Regions from separate parts of the Mus musculus genome. Here region 1 is linked to region 2. Evidence: chromatin contacts called from public Micro-C data. All regions are on one chromosome and are shown on one strand. Each heading gives the region's core, a stretch centred on a gene start, on an enhancer-like site or on the middle of the called end of the contact. The rest is flanking DNA. Distances are from core to core; before and after follow the strand shown.

Region 1 (5,623 bases), core at 429-2,928, 220 kb before region 2:
TGAAGGAGGACATGTGTGGTGTGGGTGCATTGCACAGGTCAGAGGTCAACCCTGGGTCGAGATCCTCAGTGGCCATCTGCCTTGAGATAAGGCTCTCCCTGGGACCTACGGCTCACTGACTATGCTGGGCTAGCTGGCAAAGAAGGCCTCCATGGCTTCTGGAGGTCCAGAGGTGTATATTTTGACACAGTCACAGTTTAAAAGAAAATGTCATCCTATGAATGTGGATGACCCTTGAGAACTTGAGTCTCTCTGTGACAGGCCAGACATATAAGGGCAAGTGCCAGAAGATTCCAATTTGTGTGTTGCTCCTAGAGTTAGCAAACTGACAGGCAGTGCCGACTGAAGGCTGCTGGGAGACTGGGGCAGGAGTGGCACCTGGATCCAAATGGGACGAGCACTGCAGACGGACAGATGAAACTGCATTTGCCGTATCCTGATGCCAGTGCTACATACCTATAACCCCAGCAGCACTTAGGAAGTTGAGGCAGGAAAAATAAGTCCAGGGGCGGGGGGGTGGGGGGGGGAGCTATAGTGACACATGCTTGCAGTCCCAACACTTGGGAGGTGGAGGCACACGGATTATAAATCCGAGGCTATCCAAGGTCATAGAACAAGTTCTGGGCCAGGTTTGCACAAATGAGGCTTTGTCTCAGAAAAACAAAAAGTGAAGGCAATAGGTTAACTTTGTTAAATACACTTATCACAAGTAAGCATAAATATAAAACTATATAATTAAAAAGAAAACATTACTAGAAATGGCAGCGGGGTCAGGGGGTCGGGGGTGGGCAGAAAGCCCCTACCCACTGCTTGCAAAATTCCATTCTAAAATGGCCCACATCTGCCTCTGCCTTGGACACAGGCACACGAGGCTGTTGGGCTGGGCCGGCCAGAGGCAGCAGCTCACTTGTCAGTAAGGGCGTTCTTCTCCTTGGCGTCCTCTGCTCTTGTGCACTCAGCCCTGCGCAGTTGTCCCTCCAGGGTTTCACAGAGGAACTGAAGCTCCAGCACCTTGGCGTCCAGCGTCTGCAGCTCCTCTGCATGGGCGCGCTTCACTGCCGCCAGCACTGTGTCTTTCTCCCTGGCTTGACGGTCAAGCTCTTCATGTCTGAAACACAGGGGAGGGTCCCGCGGTGGCTCACTCAGTGCCCTGGAACCTTCCAAAGTGTTTGCCATCCTTTTCTTACACTACAGCTGTCCCTGACAAGATGGCTGACTCTGCAGGAGTAACTTGTGGGCGCGCTAGCTCTTCCCATGTAAGCAGATCTTCTTAGGTGCCGGGCTCTCGGAGGCCCCCAAAGCTCACACAGATACCAAAGCAGATTCACAAAACACTCCTAACAACCTACGCTTGACCAGCCATGGAAAACAGATGCCACCTGCCTCTCAGATGGGCAGACTCCTGAGCACTCCCTTAGTGTATCAGTTTGTCCGTACTGCACAAATAGTGGCATGAGAAAACACAAGAGAAAATTTCTTCCCCTCCCAAGTGTAACTGGGCAGCCTGAGTGTGTGGTGTGTGGTAGCTACAGTTACTGTTCCCTTTAGAAGAGAGAGTAAATGCGTCTTGCTGAGTCCACACTGAGCTTCCAGCTGGCATCCCCGCCCCACTCCTCGTTGACCGACTCCTTACTGTCCCAGCACCTCCCGAACCCTGCAGTACTGGGGGGAGGAGCAATGCTTTAACTGCATGGCTGAAGCTCCGCCTTGAGGCAGCACACCACCACTTCCTGGGTGTCCCAGACCTGGCAACGTGAAGAGCCTGCTGCAGTCAGAGGGACAGAATCCAGAGTCTACATCAGCAATAGTAGGGGGACATCAGCATGGCAAAGCTTGAGGCGATCGTCTAAAACTTATACACTAGCTAGTAAGACAGCCAAGGTCTAAATGTTAACGCTTAATTTTTAAATACTTATTTACCTAGTATGGAGGCATATGTGTGGAGTCAGTTCTCTCCTTTTACCACATGGGTTCCAGGGATGGAACTCAGGTCACCAGCTATGGTGACAAGTGACTTTATCCACAAAGCCATCTCATTTACCCATAAAAGTTAAAATTTAACTAAGGTTATATTTTTAAAAGCCTGTTTTAGACACTGGAGACTAAATCCAGAGTTTTCAACATTCTTAGTTTGTGTTTTATCAATGACCTGAATTGGACTCTTGGTCCTTAAAAAGTTTAAGCTTGGAGACACCGGATGCCTAACCCTCTCTGAGGAAGGAGAGCATGGTGCCAGCCACAGCAGCGTCCCAGCTCAGGCTGCCCGCCCACCTGCCACAGGGCTCTTGTCTCCAGTAAGCAAGATCTAGACTCTTTTCCAGTGGCACCACCCAGGCAGAAATACGCACTTCCTCCTGAAAGTCTCCTCAGCTTTCTTCTTGGCCAGCTGTGCCGAGTAAAGCTTCTTCTCCAAGCCCTTTATCCTAAACAGAAACCGTATCAGTAAAGAGCAGTTACGTAAGAGATCAAAGAGTAGAACGGAAAGATGCCAGGAAGGCAACGCCACCAGATCTAGTCCTTACGGCCACAATGCCTGGAGAACAGAACCTACGCACCGAGCGTCCTTCACGGCCTCCAGATCCTGGAGTTCCCGGGCACGCTCCTGCAGCTTCCTCTCTAATTCCACGTGTTCTGCTTCTGCCTTCTGCAGACTCTCTGCTGCCCGTGCTCCAGCGTCTCTCAGAGCTTGCAGCTCTTTGTTTAGTAGTTTTATCTGAGAAAGATTGAAAAGTTCCAGGAGAGGAGATGGGTAAAAGGAACAGTGTGAAGCCTGGCGTGGTCCCAGCGCTCGGCAGGCACAGGCAGGCGGAGCTCTAAGTTCAAGGCCAGCCTGGTCTACAGAGTGAGTTCCAAGATAGACGGGACTACACAGAGAAACCCTGTCTCAACAAACAAACAAACAAACAGACAGACTGACTGACTGACTGACTGACTAACAAAGGAACAGCATGGTATTCTGCAGCACTGGGTAATTAAAGTTGCAATGGTGATTCGAAGCCCAGGGCCAGCCAGTTACCTTGAGCTCATGTGTCAGGACTACGTTGCTCATGTCGTCAGCCCTCAGCTGGAACTCATGCTCTCTTCTCTGCATTTTAGATTCAAACTCCAGCAGCAGCTCCTGGGACAAAAGAGCCAGGAGTGAAGGAGAGTGGCTGCCGCCAAGGCCTCAGCTTAGGTGTGAGACTGACACACAGTGTGAATCACGGTTTTATACTACAAACAAAGTTTTCTGTTCTACAGATAAACTGCTTACCTCTATTTCCCTACCACCACTCTTCAATATCTGTACATCTATACACGCTTTTAATCCCAGCACTCAGGAGGCAGAGGCAAGCGGATTTCTGAGTTTGAGGCCAGCCTGGTCTACAGAGTGAGTTCTAGGACAGCCAAGGCTACACAGAGAAACCCTGTCTCGAAAAACAAACAAAACCAACCAACCAACCAACGACAGAACAACAAAAATTCTCAGGTAAAATGGGGTCATAGATGAAACCATTTTAAGAAGCCTCTCTCTGAGGGATGACTGTAACTCTTGCAGTTCGGTGAGCACCCAGGTTGCAGCCATTGCTGTCAGGCTAGCATATATTCCCTTCTGCAAACTTCCTTCTCATTTCTGACATGATGAGGTCTGCCACGGGGTCCTCGGTTGATACGAGAGTTTGGATCCTCCAGTTACTAGCAAGCCAAAAAACCTAATTTCTATATTTCTGGGGCCAGGTACTTAATCTCATTTTTGATCAGCACAGAGCCAGAGCCCCTGGAAGGACTGAGTGCTCAGGCACATATGCCAGCCCTAGTCCTGGGCCCTGCCCTGCCCTGCCCTCCACCAGACTCCAGCCCTGAAGGACAGACTGAGGGAGGACAGATGCAGCTCTGAGGGAGTTGTCCCCACCCTTACCCCATGAAGCACCATCCAGCCCTGGTAGACAGGTGCACTGTGTGAGTTCTGCAGCAACAGGTCTCACTTTCTGGCTCAGGAAACTGCAGAAAGCACAACTAGAAGTTATATTTCACTTTTTCAATCCCTTGAAAGGTAAATGTGAAATATATAGTCACGTGAGTGACCCTTATTGGAATTAGAATATTAAAATCATTACTATAATTATAAAATCATGGCTGAATGCTTGCCTGTTATGTGTGGTGCCTTGGGTTCTATTCCAAGCATAGGGACAAATGAAAGACAAAAGGAAGGAAAGAAGAAAGAAAGGAAGGAAGGGAGGGAGGGAGGGAGGGAGGGAGGGAGGGAGGGAAAAAGGAAAGGAAAGGAGAAGAGAGGAGAAGGGAGGGGAGAGGGGAAGGGAGGGGAGAGGAGAGGAGGGGAGGGGAGAGGAGAGAAGGATGGTGAGTTAGTAGAACCTACCTGTAAACAGAGAACCTGGGAGGCAAAGATAGAGAAGATCCCCTCAAGTTCTGGGCAGCCTTGGCTACATGTTAGGAATCTGTCTCAAAGGACAAAACCAAAGCAACCAACTAACCAAACAGCAACAAATCCACAGAATTTGAAACAGTTTTTTCTGAACAAAATCCACAGAGGAAGTTCTGCAGGTTGTGGCCACCAGAGAGCAGAGTTCCATGCTAAGTCAAGCCTGTGCTGCCACCTTCTGGTCTTGCTGGACAGTGTGACAGGCAGCCATGACCTGTCTCCACTGTGCTCTTGTCAATGTTCTGGGGACCGTGTCTCTGGATAAACCATGGGACCTCACACAACAGTCTGTCACTCTGTCTCCTTGCACACATTCTTTGTCTCAACAACTGGCAGTCATCCTCTGTGGCACCTGCCTCTTCCATCAGGCCCATCAGAGCTCAGGGTCAGATGTCCCCACTGGCTCCCCTTCTGGGCATGCTCATATCTGCAGGGGCCTACTACCCCATCAGCCTGCTGGCTACTTCTCCCATGCCTGGCCCAGTAAGTCCGCAATCATGTATGTCACTGCTCTACACAAACACTCAACAGTTTCCCATGGTGCCAAAGTCTTTAAAGGCTCTGAAGGCCGAGCTCCACTTTGGACATTCGTCCTCTGAACTTGAACTCTATCTTCTAGGTATCTCCGAGCACATGGGCAGGTTCTTGTCTTCCTCCTCCTGAACTCTCTTCTGCACCCTCACCAACGTCTGTGGCTCCTCTTGCCCACTCACTGTACTTGACTCCTGACCCTCCCGTCTCATCACATCTATAGGCAGTTAACTGTCTCAAGGTGTTCTTCCCTCTATAAGGGCAAGCATGGCAGGTATGACTGACAGGCATGACAGGTATGACAGGAATGACAGGGATCCGTGCGCAATCCCAAGCCTGAAGAGCTACCAGCATGCAGCATGCATTCAGAAACATTTCTGAAATGAGTGGGTAAATTTCCTCCAATGTCTTGTGAGCCTGTGACTATCCAATAAGAAAAAGGATTTTCTCTGGTTCACAGTACGTGATAACTGACCAGTCAGTTACTAGTTATAAACTTGCCTCAACTTATAAGAGAAAAATCATTATTTCATTGAATTGGTTCTATTTACAAGGGTGACCAACATGTGAGATTCTGGCCCAACAACAGAAAAGAGCAATTGAGCAAAAGAGTTGTTGGTCTTTAAGATTCTGTGTTAACACAACTCTCTGCTCACAACTACCCAGAAG
Region 2 (5,902 bases), core at 1,585-4,084:
TTTTTTTGTTTTGTCTTTTTGAGAGGGCTATCACTAGCCCTGACTGGTTTCAAACTCAGTATGTAGATGAAGGTGACCAAGCTTCTAATGCTACTTCTGGGATTACAAGCCTGTGTGATCTCCTGTCAATCTATGAGATAAGACACTATTCATCAATATATGGAAAAACTACCTCTATTTTAGTCCTGTACATTCCAGTTATGAAGATGTGGCTGATACACTTGAGAAAAACTTACCATGTGACCCAGCAAACAGATGAGAACCCAATGTCCCCTTGCCAGCTCTGTGGGATCTTCAGCCAGTGGGTTAGTTACTCACCCAGGAGAGGAGGCCAACGACCCATGGGGACCCAATGAGGAGACTGCAAAAGACTTCTATGAAAACAGTAACTTTATTAACACAGAAGCATGCACAGGGCACGAACTGAGCAAGTAGCACAAAGCAGTCAACTCTGAATCCAGGACTCACAGCCCCTCAGAAAAAGCCAAGTGCAGAACACGGGGTCAACCAACGTGACTTGGTGTCATACTTCTAGTGTCGCCACCTACAACTAGGGCAGAACTGGGGAAGGACCAGTGACCCATCCCCCATAAGACTTGATACACAAGTCTTTGCCCTGCACATGAAGCTGAGTCTAACCTTCCGAACACTGAACTGTCAACTAGGGACGATGAACCCAGCTTCCCTGAGGCCCCAACCCCAGGCTGATCCACAACCTCCCCTTAATATGATGGACATCCTTCAGGACCTGTGGCTGAGAGGCAACCTCTGGCTCTTCAGTCCCGGGGGGAGGGGGACCTGGGGGTGGTACAAGCACCAGTCCCTCAATTGTGTGGATCAGGGGAGGGGGAACGGAAGCAGGGCAACTCCCTCAGAGATACAACTTCTACCACAAGGAGCCTCTCCCCTGGCTCCCTGCTCCAGGACTCTGGGGTGCTATTGTGCCAGGGCAAATACGAATGCACCTTGAAGCCTCCCTTTTGTAGGCTGCAGTCAGCAGGCACCAGCTCCATCCCCAGCTCTGAGGACTCCAGGACGCTTAGCTTCCAGCGGTGCAGGTCTTGCTGTTCAGGTGCATTCTGCAGCTGGGCCACTCTCACGTCACCAGGGTCCAGCAACACCTGCCAGCGCTGGACACGGGTTCTCACGGCCCAACAGGGAGTCATTGACAGCATGTAGCAAATGGCGTCAAAGCCACCCAGAAGGAAAACGAACTTCAGGCCTACCAACCATGCTTCTGCTTCCAACGGGTCCATGGGCCAGGTGGGGCTCAACTCCAACAATACAGGTTGCCCAGGAGATGGGCTTACATTGAAAATCTCCCACCAGGACAAAGGAGGGATGAGCCAGTGGGAGCAGGGTGAAAGCCCATCAAATCTCCAGGGAAGGGCCTGGGTCCACTCAGCATCCTCAGGACCCAGATCCAGGGGTACAGCTTCCTGAGGCCCCAGCTCAGTGGGCACAGGCTGGGGTCCCTGAGCCCCAGAGCCTGCAGAGACAGAGATGCCATGTGGCAGATGACCTTGGCCCTCTCCCCCACTAAGCCCGGGCCATTCCTCGGGCTCAGACGATGCCTCTGAGAGTTCCATGGGCTCAGCATCCCACACTCCTTCTTCCCAGTCTCCCATCTCCAGCATGTTCTTAACGACGAGGAAAGCTGCCTTGAAGCAAGCAAAGCAGATCTTCATCTGTTCCCCATGGACAAGATGGTACAGCCACGCCCCATAGAGGCAGGACATGCCCTTGGCCCCATGGCGAACGCTGACTGGGGGACACATGGTCAAGAAGTCTGTCTGCAGCTAAGCGGACACACAGAGGAAGACTTGCTCGATGGTCTCAGTAGGACCATAGAGGCTAGAAATAGGTGGAAAAGGTGAGAATGAGAGAAACGGGAGAAAACAGGGCACAGTAGGAGGTCTAGGGGCTTTGGGGCTGCAGGATACGGGGCAGTGGTACGAGAACTGGGTGAGAATTAAATGAATACCTCTCTGGAGAAGTAGACAGGCTTGAGCTTCCAGAAACTTCTTCAGCTTCACACTTGCTCCAATGTCTGGAGAGCTTGAAAGGCAGAGGAAATGAGGTTTGCCTCCCCCCACCCCAGCCCCCGGGCTGCTGCAGGGCCCCCCTTGAGGAGAGGGTGTTGGAGCTCTGGCCCCCGGGGCTCCCTGCTCACTCTGGACAGGCTGGGGTGACATCAGAGTTGTCCTCAGGGCTCAAGGCCCCGACCTCACACTTGCACCCGGCTACCAACCAAAGAGGCCGGGAAGCCTACGTCAGGAGTATCTCCTCTCTGCCCACCGTGCTCACCCGGCCCAGCCCTCGGCCCAGTCCCTTTCCATCCTTACCTCCCTGACTGAGCGCCCAGGTGCCAGCTAAGGGACTCCAAAGCCAGGCTCTCCTCACTGAGCACTGAACACCGAGCGAGGACCAACAAGGCCTTATAAAGGGTCAACGGCCATGATGCTCCAGCTCATTTACATATCTCCCATGAGGCCCCAAAGCAGCAGGAAGCGAAGGCGCTGAGTCACTCTGGCCCCCAAGGTGCACATGAGGCCTGGCGCCCCCTACAGCGCGCATGCGCTGCTCCCCTGCGGACACCTGAGCACCCTGTGTGCTTCCTGTGTGCTCTAGCGGTGCCCGATGTCCCCATCCCTGTGCCTTCGAGGGACTCGAAGGCCTGGGTTCAGAGCTGGGCCCGCAGCACATCTTGTTTGGAAAAGTCGATTCCTTCTTCCCTGTCTCTTTAGTAAAAAGTTCTTTAACACTTGGGAAACTGCTCGCTCAGTTCTCAACTGCAGGCTAAGCACAGTTGCCCCTCTCTGGGTCTTTTTGTTCTCAGACTCTTTAAAGAAATTCTTTGTAGAGTTTATCCTTAGAGGAGTCTGGGACTCAGAGGAAAAACCAAGCATAAGATACAAGGTTTCCAGCAGCCTCTGGAGCTCAACCTTGACCACACAGAGGTTTATTTGTTAAAATCTGCCGCAGTCCACTCTGGACACCCCACAGGGGTGGACACTGGTGTAGTGACGTTCCTCTGTCATCACAGGGCCAGTTTCACTTCAGTAATACTCCATTAAAAGAATAAATCCCTTTATCCACTCACTTCTTGTAGAAGATCTGGTTGCTTTCTGGGGTTTGGTAATTTGGTATTTTAAAAAGCTATTACCAGTTTTGCATTGGTCTTCTAAACTTAAGCTTTTGTCTCCTTTGAATACACCCAGAGAAGCACAAAAGCCACGTTGTGAGCTAGTTGTAGTGTGTGAGAGCTGGCACAGTTTTCCAAAAGCTCTTCCTTCAGGACCAAGTGGAGTCTGAAGCCACATGAGCTTGCAAGTCCTGGAAAATGGCAGTTGTGCCCAAAACAATGAGAAGTAAATGGCCATTCGCGCGAAAAACTGATCTATCACAGTCGGAGACTGAAAGAATCCAAGCTTGAGTGAAGAGTTGCATCACGCTGGGCTACCCTCTCGCTTCAACCTCTTTTTTTTTGTCTGAAAGGGAGCAGGGTTCCTGAGGAATCTTTTTAAAAAGATACTAGAGCGTGAGTTCCAAGACAGCCAGTGCCACACAGCACTGTCTTAAAAAAACAAAAATAAACAAACAAATAAATATTGCCAGATCACAGTTAGAAATGTACGTCCCATGACTAAGCAATCAAATATATGAGCCTATGGTGGCCATTCTTATTCAAAAATGTCTTGTACTGGAGAAGTGGCTCACAACAGGCTTAAGTTCTAGCCCCAGGGGGTCGGATATCCTCTTCTAGCTACTTCACCTATACACACATGGCACACTCATACCCCCCCCCACACACACAAATACAAATAAAAATAAAACTTAAAAAAAAAGAATTATTGGGATTTGTACTGGCTGGCTTTGTGTGTCAACTTGACACAGCTGGAGTTATCACAGAGAAAGGAGCTTCAGTTGAGGAAATGCCTCCATGAGATCTAGCTGTAAGGCATTTTCTCAATTAGTGATCAAGGGGGAAAGGCCCCTTGTGGGTGGGACCATCCCTGGGCTGGTAGTCTTGGGTTCTATAAGAAAGCAGGCTGAGCAAGCCAGGGGAAGCAAGCCAGTAAAGAATATTCCTCCATGGCCTCTGCATCAGCTCCTGCTTCCTGACCTGCTTGAGTTCCAGTCCTGACTTCCTTGGTGATGAACAGCATTCAGTATGGAAGTGTAAGCCGAATAAACCCTTTCCTCCCCAACTTGCTTCTTGGTCATGATGTTTTGTCCAGTAATAGAAACCCTGACTAAGACAGGATTTGAGAGATGGTTCAGTGGTTAAGAGCACTGTTTTTCCAAGGGACCTGGGTTCAAGTCCCAGCAACCACATGGCAGCTCACAGCTAACCTTAGCTTCAGGATCTGACACCCTCACATAGACACACACACATAGACAAATAAGCAGGCAAAACACTAATGCACATAAATAATAATAAAATAAATAAAATTTTAAAAATACAAAAGAATTGTCTTTGGAGCTTCACATTGGGCACTAAACTGTTAGTGTAAAAAACACAGCTCTCAAAAGAAGCAAGAGGGGCTGGAAAGATGGCTTATCAGTTAAGAGCACTGACTGCTCCTCCAGAGGTCATGAGTTCAAATCCCATGGTGGCTCACAACCATCTGAAATGAGATCTGATGCTCTCTTCTGGGGCGTCTGAAGACAGAAACAGTATACTTATATATAATAAAATAAATAGGCTGGAGCAAGCGGGGCCGGAGTGAGCTGGAGGGGGAGAAAAAAAGAGACAGGAGATAAGTTTATTCGGAGGCTATATAAGAGTGTCTATGGCCCTAAAACATATATACCCAGTATTCCATGGTCCAAAGTGGGGAAATCCCAGCTGTATGTCTCAGGTGCTAACTGCTGACATTCTAAACTCCAGGGAGTTAATGGGCCTTGTAGAAGGATCAGTGTAGTTCTGGAAACATTACACAAAACAAAATCCTTTCCAAGACACATTCTCTCTATGTATCCTTGGCTAGCCTGGAATTCTCTATGTAAAGCCAGGCTGGCCTCGAACTCACAGTGATCCTCCTGCCTCTGCCTCCACACTGATGTTTATTTTATTTTTATTGTTACTTGTGTGTGTGTGGGGGGGGGGGGGGAGACATGGTTTCTCTGTGTAGCCCTGGCTGTCTTGGAACTCACTCTGTAGACCAGGCTAGCTTCCACCTCAGAGATCCTCCTGCCTCTGCCTCCCAAGTGCTGAGATTAAAGGTGAGTGCTACCACAGCTTGGCTCTGATGTTTGTGTGTTTGTTTGTTTACACTGTAGCTGTCTTCAGACACACCAGAAGAGGGCATCTGATCCCATTCGAGATGGTTGTGATCGTGTGGTTGGTGGGAGTTGAACTCAGGACCTCTGGAAGAGCAGCCAGTGCTCTTGACCCTGAAGCCATCTCTCCAGCCCTTTGATGTTTATTTTTAGTACAGGATATCTTAGTTTCATTTTCTGTTGCTATGTTCTACCCTGACAGAAGTGACATAAGGAAAGAATGGCTTATTTTAGCTCACAATTTAAATGACAGTCCATCGGGGTGGAGAGGTCAAGGCAGCTAGAGCCTGAAGTATTTGGTTAAATATAACATCTGCAGTCAGAAAACAGCTATTAAACCATGCTGGTCTCAGCTTGCTTTCTCCACATCAGTTTAGGTTTGTTTATTATTAAATTTAATTCATTATGTATGATAGAGTGTCCTTGTTGTAAAAAATAAAATTCTTAGGAAGTAATAACTGGCTGCTCAAACCACTATCAGCCTTTCTCGGTGGCGTAGACATTAGGAGGAGAAACTTCAGGCTTGCATGGAGTCCCAGAATTTATATTTAACTTCTCGTTCTCCAAAACTCCTATAAAAAGTCCAAGTATCCCCTTCCCCTTTCACAGGCACCCC

The links. A called contact is a pair of places that touch in the nucleus more often than the background predicts.
Region 1: a Micro-C map of the G1E-ER4 cell line shows a contact between it and region 2. The contact joins the enhancer-like site here to the promoter of Tex19.2 in region 2. A contact is called at or near these places in 1 of 39 promoter capture datasets (liver), 1 of 15 datasets of contacts at CTCF or cohesin (embryonic stem cells), 18 of 484 Hi-C or Micro-C datasets (the AtT-20 cell line, the G1E-ER4 cell line, bone marrow-derived macrophages and 5 more), 2 of 115 datasets of contacts at active chromatin or transcription factors (embryonic stem cells and pancreatic cancer cells) and 3 of 9 other capture datasets (adipose tissue, embryonic stem cells and liver).

Annotation. Positions count from the first base shown.
Region 1 is chr11:120,900,968-120,906,590 of GRCm38.p6, forward strand. Ccdc57 (coiled-coil domain containing 57) reads right to left here. Exons shown (of 19, transcript NM_027745.1): 4 at 3,017-3,118; 5 at 2,556-2,713; 6 at 2,349-2,423; 7 at 908-1,108. Among named protein-coding and RNA genes, the nearest start is that of A430102A20Rik, 29 kb to the right of the region's middle. Within about 2 kb of position 1,679, at least 65 of the 459 cell types and tissues checked have an H3K27ac peak or open chromatin away from gene starts, as enhancers often do. A contact at or near this core is called in the G1E-ER4 cell line, adipose tissue, liver and 1 more, where this site is marked.
Region 2 is chr11:121,115,843-121,121,744 of GRCm38.p6, forward strand. Tex19.2 (testis expressed gene 19.2) reads right to left here and starts at 2,835. Exons shown (of 3, transcript NM_027622.3): 1 at 2,346-2,835; 2 at 1,985-2,058; 3 at 373-1,854. The coding sequence starts at 1,778. The coding sequence ends at 825.